2 separate regions of the Zea mays genome follow, and region 2 is linked to region 1. A link is a contact called in public Hi-C data. All regions are on one chromosome and are shown on one strand. Each heading gives the region's core, a stretch centred on a gene start, on an enhancer-like site or on the middle of the called end of the contact. The rest is flanking DNA. Distances are from core to core; before and after follow the strand shown. Region 1 holds the start of LOC100272564 (putative RING zinc finger domain superfamily protein). Region 2 holds the start of LOC542085.

What was found. A called contact is a pair of places that touch in the nucleus more often than the background predicts.
Region 2: a Hi-C map of leaf shows a contact between it and region 1, with 5 times the contacts expected there. The contact joins the promoter of LOC542085 here to the promoter of LOC100272564 in region 1. A contact is called at or near these places in 3 of 25 Hi-C or Micro-C datasets (ear and leaf).

Annotation. Positions count from the first base shown.
Region 1 is chr8:122,395,943-122,401,663 of Zm-B73-REFERENCE-NAM-5.0, reverse strand. LOC100272564 (putative RING zinc finger domain superfamily protein) reads left to right here and starts at 2,498. Exons shown (of 3, transcript NM_001147031.1): 1 at 2,498-2,555; 2 at 2,652-2,803; 3 at 3,590-4,830. The coding sequence starts at 3,604. The coding sequence ends at 4,542.
Region 2 is chr8:122,596,094-122,602,335 of Zm-B73-REFERENCE-NAM-5.0, reverse strand. It overlaps LOC542085, which reads left to right and starts at 3,817. Exons shown (of 3, transcript NM_001111719.1): 1 at 3,817-3,916.

The sequences.
Region 1 (5,721 bases), core at 1,249-3,748:
ATGTTCATCATTCCCATGACGAAGAATCCAGTTGTGGAGGATAATAGGGTAGGACTAGCTTTACTTGTGTCTTGTATGGATGGAAAGGTTTGTTGTATAATATTTTAAATATTTTCTTCAAAGCACCGAAGGCCCTCTCTATTGTCACCCTTAGTGATGAATGTCTAAGGTTGAAGAGCTCTTTTGGGTTCTATGGATCCCCCCCATATTCACTCAAGTGGTACTATGTGGCATGGTAAGGGGGGTAAAAACCTAGGTCTGACAGCATAACCAACATCCACAAGGTAAAATTTACCTAACATCATAGATCATATATTAGGGAATACCAAGGAAAGTGTGCATTGTGTACAACAATACTAATTTTTTTTACCTTGGGGCACTTTTAGACCATCTTCTCTCTCAAGGGAATCAGCAAGGATAAGGGCATCATGTGTTGATCCCTCCCAGCCAGCAAGAACATATATAAACCTTAGATCAAAGTCTACAACATCTAAGATGTTGTGTTGTGGTGTGTTTCCTACCAAGGAAGGCAACTCTCTGATTTCTAGGAACTCTTGCTAGCACATGAGTGCCATCAATGGCACCAATACAGTCCTACACATCAGGGAAAACATTTGTTACTATAAACCCAATATAAAAAGGAAGGGATCAATAGTGGTGTGTTTGGATGACTGACCTTGAAATAGGGGTACCATCTGTGTCTATCTCTATTTTTGGTTGGTGTAGCAGTTGAAGGTGTCAAGATCATTTCATTCCTCAATTCACCAAAAGCATACAATACTTCCTTGAAGTATTTGTTGATGGTCTCAATAGACCTTTGAAAGGTCATGTGTATAACTCTAAACTTTAAGTTATGACCTACCACATGTAAAAACATGGCAACCTGCTCCTCTACTAAGCTATGAATGCTATCTTTCAAAAGCTGCCTAGTGCAAAAAAGGTCACACAACTGCATAAAAGGGGCTCTTCTCATCCCGAGTATGTCAAAACACTCAACATTGGTGGATTCATAAATGAATCTCATGTTGTTTTGCCTCTTTTGGTCCCTTCGGTGCATTGGCCATCAGTTATAGACCTCCTAGCATGCAGTCGGTGCCTCAATTATGCATCCAACCAAGCTAAATTAACTGCTACAAGGACCACTGCCTTTGCAATTAACTAAAGTCGTGCAATAGCAGGATTAATTGCTAGAGTAATAAAATAGAAAAAATGAGATTAGAGGTCTAAGTTTGGCTCATTTAGTGACATCATTTTGTTGCCTTATGCTGCCAGGATGAGCTCCGTGATAATGAGCTTCTGGTGTTTGCAAACAAACAAGATGTGCCTAATGCCATGAATGCTGCTGAAATCACCGATATAAGCTTGGCTTGCACTCCCTGCGCCAGCGGCACTGGTATGTGTCCTTTCTTTCGGGAAGTGTGGTGCGTTGTCCTGCAATATTTGTTTGACAAGTATTTGTACTTAAAGAATTGTTACTGCTTGCTGCTTGAATTCGAAGCGATCCAAATCAGTGATCTTTATTCACTGCAGGTACATCCAGAGCACATGTCCATTTACAGCCAAGTGGTCGCCTAATTTGTTAGCACATGGTTCCTCCTGCGTTTTCCGTTCCATATTTTACGTTTGCTTCGGTACTTCAGTTTTAAACTTGATCAAAGTTATATTTAACTTCGACATCGTCGCCGTGTAACCTGGACACAGCGCAGCGCAGCGGAAGTACGTTTGAGTGTGCTGGGCCGACAGGATGACTCGTGGGCTGCGGCCACTCCCGCCTCGTCAGACGGCCCGCCGCCAATCCTTTACAGGCCCGGCTGCAAATCAAATCATGCCTGGGCTGGCGTTGGACGCGGCCACGGCGTTCTGTTTCCTTTGTTCTGTCCCCACGCCGCCACTAAAACGTGACGCCGGCGATGACGTCGCCGCGCCGGTCGCCCCCATCCAACACGGACGGAGCCCACGCCATGGCCACCGATCTTGACCGACCATGCTAAAACGAGGTGGAATGGAAATGAAATCCCTTCTCGCCCTATCCCAGTTCGCACGGGGTTTCATTTTTTTTCTTCATCGAAGCGGAGCTGAAGGTCGAGTGGTCGACAAGTGACCGGCGGCAGACGCAACCTCCTGGAAGCGTTCGTTGGATTGGAACTGGACGGACGGCCTCTCGCACGCGGTCAATGCCATGCTGTGCTGTGCTGTATACACCGGAAATTTCTTCGGACGTTGGGGCTGCAACTGCAATGCAAGAATCAGCTCTCAATCCGGTATCCCGCTACTTTGGTTTTCCTCCACGATTGGTTAGTTGAAAAAAAAAGACGAGTACGATAAGTTTACTTTATTATACTATATAATAACAGAATAATGGTGGTATGCAGAGAAATAAATAAACTAGGAAGAAGCCAACAACAGTTGGGGCAGGAGGAGGATTAGCTGGTAGGCACCTTTGCTTGAAAGGGAGGTTTTATCGGTCAAGCTGCAGATCCAGAGGCACTGAATAATAGAAACTCTCCGAGAGAAAAGCGCAAAAAAAAAAAAAGCAGGACGGCAATCGCATGCTTGTAAGTCACATAATAATCTTTATTATTGGTTGGATATTTGCGCCGGGACCAAATAAAATATACGTATTATATCTCTCCACCATTTAATGGAAACAGGCGACGATGACCGCCAGCAAGTGAAGAATCCAGCCACCTGCCCGCGTAACTTCTTCTTCTTTCGTCGTTCTACTCCCATCGAAGCTACTACTGAGGACGGGCGCAGGCGGAGAACGAGCGGATCCGCTAGCAGGGGAACAGCCGGCGCGGAGGTCAGTCGTTGGTCTCTTCGCGCGAACTCTACCTCCTCCTCTTCTTCTTGGTGGCTTGTGTGGGGGCGATTGGTTCCGGTACCCGAAATCAAGAACGCGGAACCGGCTTGTTTCGGACCTTTAGATAATAATAATATATATATGCACGTACCTTGTGTTGTCTGATGAAATTAAAGGTGTGGGTCGCCTTTGCTGCTTGGTAGAAGATTGGGGATTTCTTGTTGAGGGGATTGGGGATGAGTTTGCGAATAATGCAATGTGAGTGAGTCATGAGAGAGGGCAAGGGATTAGTTTTTGTGTTGCGGGAACCACAAGTACTTGTGATGGGGCTCGGGCATGGGGCTCTCAATACCTTCTTTTGGAATACAATCTTGTTCTTCAAATAGAAATCTTGGAATTGGGACCCTATTATTGACTCCTAACTAATCTCTGCCTTCTCTCTAGGACAGCTTGCTGCTCTTGTTCCTATAGAACTGAAGTGAAGATAGTTTTAGTACCTGCATTCGATGCAAAACTTAGCTTTGTTCTTATTCTGGATACCGATTTACCATAAGATATCCATGCCTGCCATTACTGAGTGAAGTTTAGTCACAGTGAGATGGCCACTGTATAGTATAGTCTTCATGTTTGTTTCATCTCTTCTTGATAAAGTTGTTGTAGATGCTGCGCCTGCTCTGAGTTGTATCCTATGGTTATTCACTTGGGAAGCGATGCATATTTCCCTTTTTTTTTAATCGTAGCGCCTTGTTGACACCTTTTTGTGTGTCTCTCTCTCTGTGCAAGCAGGAAGGGTTTGGAGGATGACAGAAGCTGCAGTTAATACAAGGTACTGGTGCCATGGATGCGAGAAGGTCATCGAGGAGGCCATGGTGGGGGAGGATATCAAGTGCCCGTTTTGCGGTGGTGGGTTCATCGAAGAGATGGCCGGGGAGGATTCCGAGGGGTTGCAGTTAGAGCGGGAGTGGGGAACGCCGCCAGGGGACAGCGAGGACGACGATGACGACGATATAGCCCATGAGTTCGAGGGCTTTATCAGGAGGCACGGACGGGCATCGGCTCTGCGCCGGGTGCTCGACAGCATCCAGGACGACCTTAGAGCCGACAGGGAAAGGGACAACTCCGTCCTCATCAACGCCTTCAACCAAGCCCTCGCCTCGCAAGGCTCGGCGCTGCTGGATGCCGACGAGGCCCGAGACGGCCGAGGTGGATCCAGCAACAGCAACGACGATGGCTTGCTGGAAGAGTATGATGTCCTGGGGGCTGGGCTGAGCCTACTGCTTCAGCATCTGGCCGAGAACGACCCGAACCGGTACGGCACCCCTCCGGCGAAGAGAGAGGCGGTCGAAGCTCTGCCCACTGTCCAGATAGCGGAGGCCGTCAGCTGTTCGGTCTGCCTCGACGATCTTGAGCTGGGGTCCCCGGCGAAGCAAATGCCCTGTGGGCATAGGTTCCACTCTTCTTGCATCCTGCCATGGCTTGAGCTCCACAGCTCTTGCCCCGTGTGCCGGTTCGAGCTGCCGTCTGAAGAGACGAAAGATCTGAACGAGCCTAGCGATGTGCACAGAAGAACAGAGAGCACCCGAGAGAACGACAGCGAGAGCGGTAACAGCGCGTGGCCCCTTGTCCCTTGGTTCTTCAGCGGGCTGTTCTCGGTACCTGAACCGTCGCACACTGACAGAGGCACTCTCACCACCGATCAACAGAGTCCTTCCACCAACCCAAATGCTGGAGGAAATTGATTTCGTCATCCTTTGTGAATAATGCTCATACATCTGAGAATAGCAAGGAGCCTTGTCAGTAGATGGCTTATTTTTTTTCTGTACTGATAATCCTTCTCGGATGAATCGCAAGGTACGGAGTCTGTGTCTGCTCTATTGTCAGGATTCTAGCGATCGTTTCGCCTCTAGTTAATCTCATAGCTACTGAGACTGTCTGTCTGCATCCTATGCAAAAGATCGGTTGCTTTCTTTGTTCTTGGCTCTTCTGACTGGATGTCTTTGAGCTATTTCTGGAATATGTAAACTATCATGCCTTGTATTTATTCATTGTTTAGTTGAAATATATCTTCATATCAAGTACGAAGTACCTGCTGGCTGGACATGAGGAAATTAACCCTATTGAAATCCACCTCATTCAACAAGCCTGGAACAAGTGCTCATGGCCACTCAGGGATACTAAAACCAGAAACATGAAGGGCGTGTGATATGTGATATAGCACAGGAAATACACATCTTCAGAAACATACATGGCTGGAAGGCTGTTGTTTTTCCCCTCAAGAACCAGAAACATAAAGGACATGTTTGGGCTCGCAAAGGAACTTCCTGCTCTGCTCAGGTTCTAGTATCCTTGAGTGGCCATCTGTTCGCTTCAGATTAAAACCGACTGTTTAGACTGCTGCAGTTATAATTCATAGAGACAAAAACACTATAGAAGTAGTAGAAGTTGGTACGGACTAAAGCCAAACGAACAAGCTTCGCTGGCCTCTCCTTTCTCTAGAAAGTAAACGGCTCAGTGTGCAGACTAAAGCTAAATGTATCCACATGGGCACGTTTTTTTTATAGACGAGGCAGCAATCTTTTCGTCGATTAAGGGGCCTTGGACAGTCCGTGGACGCGATTAAAAGTGTGTTTAGTGGATGTCGGATAGGATCTATGCACTATGCTTGGACCTTTGCATCACTCATCTTGCTGTTATTCGTCAGGAATGTACGAGGTGCGTGAGTGCCTGTGCATAGACGCAATATCTGACCAGTGAACCGGTCTCGGGGTTCTCTACTGTATCAGGGTTCGAAGCGCTGTAGACGAATCTAAGAAAAGAAGAAGAGTTTTCTTGGTATGACGATTTGGTATACAAGCTCTCTTGATTAGTTCATAGGCAAGGAATTGTGTAATTGGTATAGCAAAAATGCAGCTCCCTGA
Region 2 (6,242 bases), core at 2,568-5,067, 200 kb before region 1:
TGTGGCGAGTGCTTTACTGGATGCTGAGTGAGTATGTTTAACTTGGTAGTTTTAGGTAACCATGTTCTTTCCTGTGACAATCCCTCTATTGAGTAATGTCTACTTCAATATTTGAAAACAAAAAAACTTCCTGTTTAGTGCTTATGTTTGTAATTTTGCACAGTTTGTTTGCTGATTGATCTAACAAAAAGTGGCTTCCTCTGCAATTGTCCTGGTAGATTGTGTCTATTCTTTTTTGTTAGTATTTTTTTGAGGGAATCAGGAGGGGCTGACCCCTATTATAAATTTATATAAAGAACAGAAAAAGCTCCAAATGAGTTTTAGGAAACAAAAAAGGTAACAAACATAGTAATTGTACACATGTCTTGCAGGTGAAGCTAAAATAAAGAGTAGAATTCCATGTCATAAAATGATTTTAGATAGTGTGTAATAATTTTAAATGCTCATTGATATATGTAACCATAAATTAATGGGTATCACCAGTTTGGTGGCTAGTTTCCTTATCATCCATTAATAATGTGAATTGCTATGGTTGTGATTCACAGACATGTTCTTGGTATTGATATTGACCCATAGTCACTTGAACTTGCTCAAGAAAATGCTGCTGATCTGGAGGTATGACAATGTTTTTGTTTTTCAGTTTTCCACTTTAACTATTCCTTTACTCTGAATTGGAGAACCCTTCACTTTATTTCCCCGCTTGTGTTTTAACCTGTTAATGGTTCTGGCTTGTATCAATACCAAACTCTGTATAATATTTTAGATTTTTAGACAATATTCTCACATATATGTGGTGCAAAATGCTAACCTGCACCTTCCTGTCAAGGCTTGCTGAAAGTTGTGAATAACTGCAATACTAAATCACCTATTAGTGTGTTTTTCAAGCAAAGCTACCAGCTTAGTTGTTATTTCTTGGTAGTAGTATGTTGGATAATTTTTTACCTACCAACTGGTGATAGGTAAAATTAGATATTCTTTAATTTGAAAGTTCTGTTGTCATGTAATATAGATGTATGGATTCTATGTTGTCATCCTGTGAGGGGCCGATTGCACATATTTACATGTTTGCAGCCTGTCCACCTTTGTTCAAAATCAGCATGTAGTCTTGTAAGATGAGTTCAGAGGCCATGTTTGAGTTATTCTATATATTGAAGTCTTCCTTCCAGATAACAACAAGCAACAGCAGTTTTATATTCTTGATTCCATACAAATCATGCTAGAATAATCTATACACATGCATGGAAGAACATGTAACACACGGACCTGGGTTCCCAGCAAGAAGCAGCACGTGGAGGGACGACTCTTTGGACTTTATCTCGAGCAGTTCCGTCGCAAAGCCGCAGGGAATCGCCGCGAGCAGCCAGCAGCCAAATTGGAAGAGGATGGGTGGGGATGAAACCATTGATATAGGAGAGGGGCAGATCCGGGGGCGGTTGGGTTGGGGTGACCAGCGGCATGCACGGAGGTTGTTGGGAGTCCGGCGGCACAAGGGTTGCATCTCAGACCCGGATGGCTGGGTTCGGGGATGGTTCCGGGGACGGCACGCGCGGGTTCGCGATGGTTTCCGGGAACAGCGCGCGGAGTCGGCGGGGATGGCGGCTGCGGCTGCGGGGTCAGCGGGGATCGGCGGATTCGACGGATGTTACGGGAATAGCGCGCGGAGTCGGCGGGATGGCGGCTGCGCGTGGAGTCGGCGGATGTTGTGAGGTCGGTGGCTGCGAGAACGGGGATGGCGGCCGCGGGGTCAGCGGATCGGTGGATCGGCGGATGCTGCGGGATCGGTGGGTCTTGTGAGGTCGGCGGATGCGGGAACGTGGGTCTGCAGGGATGGAGCTGCGCGCGGAGTCGGCGGATGTTGCGAGGTCGGTGGCTGCGGGAACGTGGGTCTGCAGGGATGGAGGGTTTTTTTTGTAAAATGGTGACACATACGTGCGACAGGTTGGATGGAATAAGAATAGGGTTTTTTTTGTAAAAAAATGACGCACGACGACCGTTGAAACTGGTGCTTTAGATATAGTATAGATAGGGGTTAATTGTGATTCTACCGGGTCATTATCAAATAACACTTTGACCTTCCAATCTCGGAAATATATGTCTGCTCCCTTTTAAATTTAGTGTCCCTTGTGAATCGATAATGGGGTAAGGCTATAGATGTCCAAACGGGCCACCCGACATGGACCTGGCTCAAACCCGTTTCGGCCCAGTACGAATAGGGCCGGGCCAGGCTGGCCCACGTGCCTAGAGACATGCCCAAACCTGGCACGCACAGGGAAAAATCGTGTCGGGCCGGCCCGTTGGCCCGATGGGCCTCAACGTACCGGGCCGGCCACTGGCCCGAACCAACAGTAGCAGTATATAAATACATACATTTAACAGAATTAATCATATATAATAACATATTATTTATATATATTAAGACAACAAAATTCATTTATCAATTCACAAGATAATATCATATTAATACAAATATGAAATGATCACTCAGCCTGCGTCTGTATTTATGTGTGCATTTATTCTGCTTAGAATTAAGTGTATCAATATTTATGTATCCATTTTATATATGTTTGGTCGCGTATTTAGTATTTACATATTATGAGAGAATTAAATGTATGTATTTATCAATGCATTTATATTATGTTTGACCGGGCTGTTCTCATGCATTTATATTGTGTTCAAATATGCGGGCCGGCGTCGGGCCGACCCATTTATCGTGCCGGGCCGGGCTAAAGCACGCGGGCCGCCGTATTTGCCCATACCTGACCCGCTAAACGGGCCGTGCCGGCCCGGGCCCGTAACCGACCGTGCCGAGCCGTGTTTCGACCGGGCTAAATTCGTGCCGTGCCACGGGCCAAACGGGTGGCCCATGCTGTTTGGACATCTATAGGTAAGGCCTATTATTGATTTGTTGTTTCCAACCGGTGAATTTCCATATCTTGTATGCTTAGTTTTTTTTTGCATTGGATCAAAGGATAATTCTTTGTGTGGCCTGGCTTATGAGTAATCTTGTGATTTATAAAGGTGCATCAATACCCATTTCTTCATGCACATGCATTTACTAATGTGACTATTAAATCTCCTTTTTTCCTGACTCTTGTTTTCCTTAATTTTTAACAAGGTTAATTAAAAAAAACCATGGCAAATAACTAAAGTGGTCAATGAACAATATCTATGCGACGTATAATATTATTTTACCACGTGCGTGCACGTACACTTTTACTAGTAACGTTAAAGAGCAAAATATTTTTAAATCTTTTTACTTCTCAAATTATTTTCCTCTGTTTTTTTATTTTCGATAAGAACATCTCCAACAATGCCTCAAACTAGTGTCTCAAATTAAAATATGAGGCTCTATACAGAAAAAACACTCCAACAGTGTCTCATTTTATAAAATTTTGTCAAAAAACTATAGGGCACCCTCTCAAGTGCCTCAAATATACTATACCGTAGTGGGCTGCTAGATTGAAGCTTTACTGTTGAAGCGGGGTGTTTTATTAGTGCCCTAAATTCTATAAAATATCCTTATTTTTAAATTATAGATCATTTTTATAGATTATTTCTTGTTGGAGGTTGTTGGAGATGCTCTAATATCCTGCACCCCCTATATCCGCTATCTATGACCATTGTTTATATAATAAGCTACAATAATTTATATTCATATGAAATATGATTTTCTAGATATATTAGGTTACATGTAATGGACGGACAGATTTGCTAGTCTCGAGTCTTGACCGGACCCTGCGGCCCAGCTTTTTTCTTCACTCTCTGCAACCCATTCCCCCCCTGCATTCTCTCTCTGTTCTCTTGTGCGTGCCTGCGCTCTGTAGTGACGACGACTGGGCGGCGGCCGCTGCCGCCGACCTACGTGCGCAGGTCTCCATCTTCCGGACCTTCGCTGGAGACGAGCACCCACCACCAGGTAGGCGCACCCCTTCCCTTCCGCTCTCGCTGTGCGAAACCGAGCCCCCAAACCCTAGCTATTTGTATTCGGATCTGATCCGATCCTGTTACAAGTGTATACATGTTTTATGCATGCAACTTTTTTTGATCACATTTTTGCAAACACAATTAGGTGTGTGTTCTTTACTGGGTCCGTCCTGGCTAAGTGGCTATGGCCAGTCCACTTGGTTTTTTTTTGGGTCATCATAACTGCTCCTGAGCTAGAATCCCAGGTGGAACCACGCCAGCGAGAATCTGGCATCTGTTTGATCTCTACCTTGAAATTGTAAACCCATGATTTACATCTTCATCCAACCTTCTGCCCTTCAAATTTCATAACCTCATGGCTCTCGTTGAAAATCACGTCTCATTTGGACTATAATGGAAACATTGCAGTGAAACCATACAAATGACCATTTCATTGAGTAAACTTTTCTTCCAGTACACCCTATTTTATTCCCCACTCAATGAACTCATTTCCAATTTCCCAGTTGATCACCTGCTAACTTCTTTGACTTTATCGTCATCGACACCCTGGTTCCAGTGTGTAGTCCTGTTCACCCACTGCTTCCAGAGCTGTTGCTATTGAGACCAGCCCAACCTACTGAACTCACAGTTTCATGGTTTGTTTTTTGGTGGGTTAGACTGGTTCAACCATCAGAAAATTATTCATTGGGCTGAACTAGGAGCAAATGCATGTGGGCCATATCTATGATCAGGTAGTCCAATAATGCTAGTGCTGCCGCCATCACCACTGATTGCAAAATCCTCGATCTTTTTCATGGAGCTATTGACTGCCCTTTGTTGATTCACTCCCTTGCGGTACCATTCTCTGTCTAGGAACGCGTGATCCATCTTCAAGCGCCATGTCATGCTCTTCCTGTCTGCCGCTGCCTCTGTAATTGTTGTTGCAGCCCACATGCTGCACACTGTCAGTGCTTGACCAGAAGATGTGGCGGTAGAGCAATGCATTGAAGATCATGGTGCTGTTGGCCTTCTCATTGATGCCAAAGATGTCGAGCCCACGGTACTGTAGTGCCCAGAAGGACACTGATCTAGAAGGCGGTGAGGTTGTGCCACATGGTGTTGTTGATGAGTGGTGTCATGTGGCCGATGGATGGGTGGCATACGAGCAATTTGGTTGGCGTGTCCATAGCCAGCACTAGCGTGCCCTTGGTGCAGCGTGTGATGTTGATGGGTTCAATGGTTTTCCAGACCGGTTAATCCAACCCATTTGAATCCTGTATTGCAGTTTGGTACAGGTTGGTTTGGCAGTTGAACAGTTTGGAACGAAACCATGAACAGGTCTACCAGTGCAAGAGCGCAATCCAAAACTTGATCTGCGGGGGTGGGGGAGTGGGGTGTGGTAAGACAGCCTCCGGGCATTATATCAAGAAGAAGACCTCACACAGGTCGAGAAAACCCTCGAACCCCTATCCCACCCATACACATCTACATCGTAGCCATATGAGAACGACCGCGACCGGGGCCGGGCCTTAGACCTGTGCTTTGACATGGGACATACAAGGGGATTTTTTTTAACCACAACCTGAATTCGCTCTCACGGAGAATCAAATTCAGGACCTGAGGAGTGCTACTCAGACCACCTAACAAACTCATAGATGCCCTTTCACAAGAGCATAATCCATAACAACATTGAATTCACTAATGATTCTATATTTCAAAACTTCTTGCCGCTCCCACTTGTTGGTTTGGATGGTTTGGTTGGTGTGGATGGTAGGATTCAAGACTATTCACGTTGAATAACGCAAGGCCACAAGGGCACGGGGTTTGCTTGTATGTGTATGCTTTTGGCATGTTTGTGGGTTATGTGTTCATAATGGCTAATAATTTTGTGTTACATAGAGTTTGTGATAATCAATGGTGTTGGTGTTTAGTACTACACAGTACACCATAGGATGGTTCATGTGGTGGGTTTAGTTCATAGAGGATGGAAATGAAGAGTTGTGATGGGGTATAGGACAAATGACACATGATTTAGATAGTTTTAGACAACCAAATCGTTGTACCCTACGTCCTGGATGGGGTGGTTGATGCTATGATATGTATATATGAGTTTGTATGCTTGATTAGAGTGTGTTCAGTTGGATGTGTTCAACTCCGGTCTGGTACTCTATCTATAGATGCAATCGACTCTAGTTCTATGCGATAAAATCAATTCCCGTTGCCTCTATGGAAGATCTCTATCTCCCTTTGTATATGCATTGGCTAGAGTTATGAGTCGGTTATGAGCTATAGACCTAACCAACTTACAATTTGAGTACTAATCATACCGGAAATCGTAA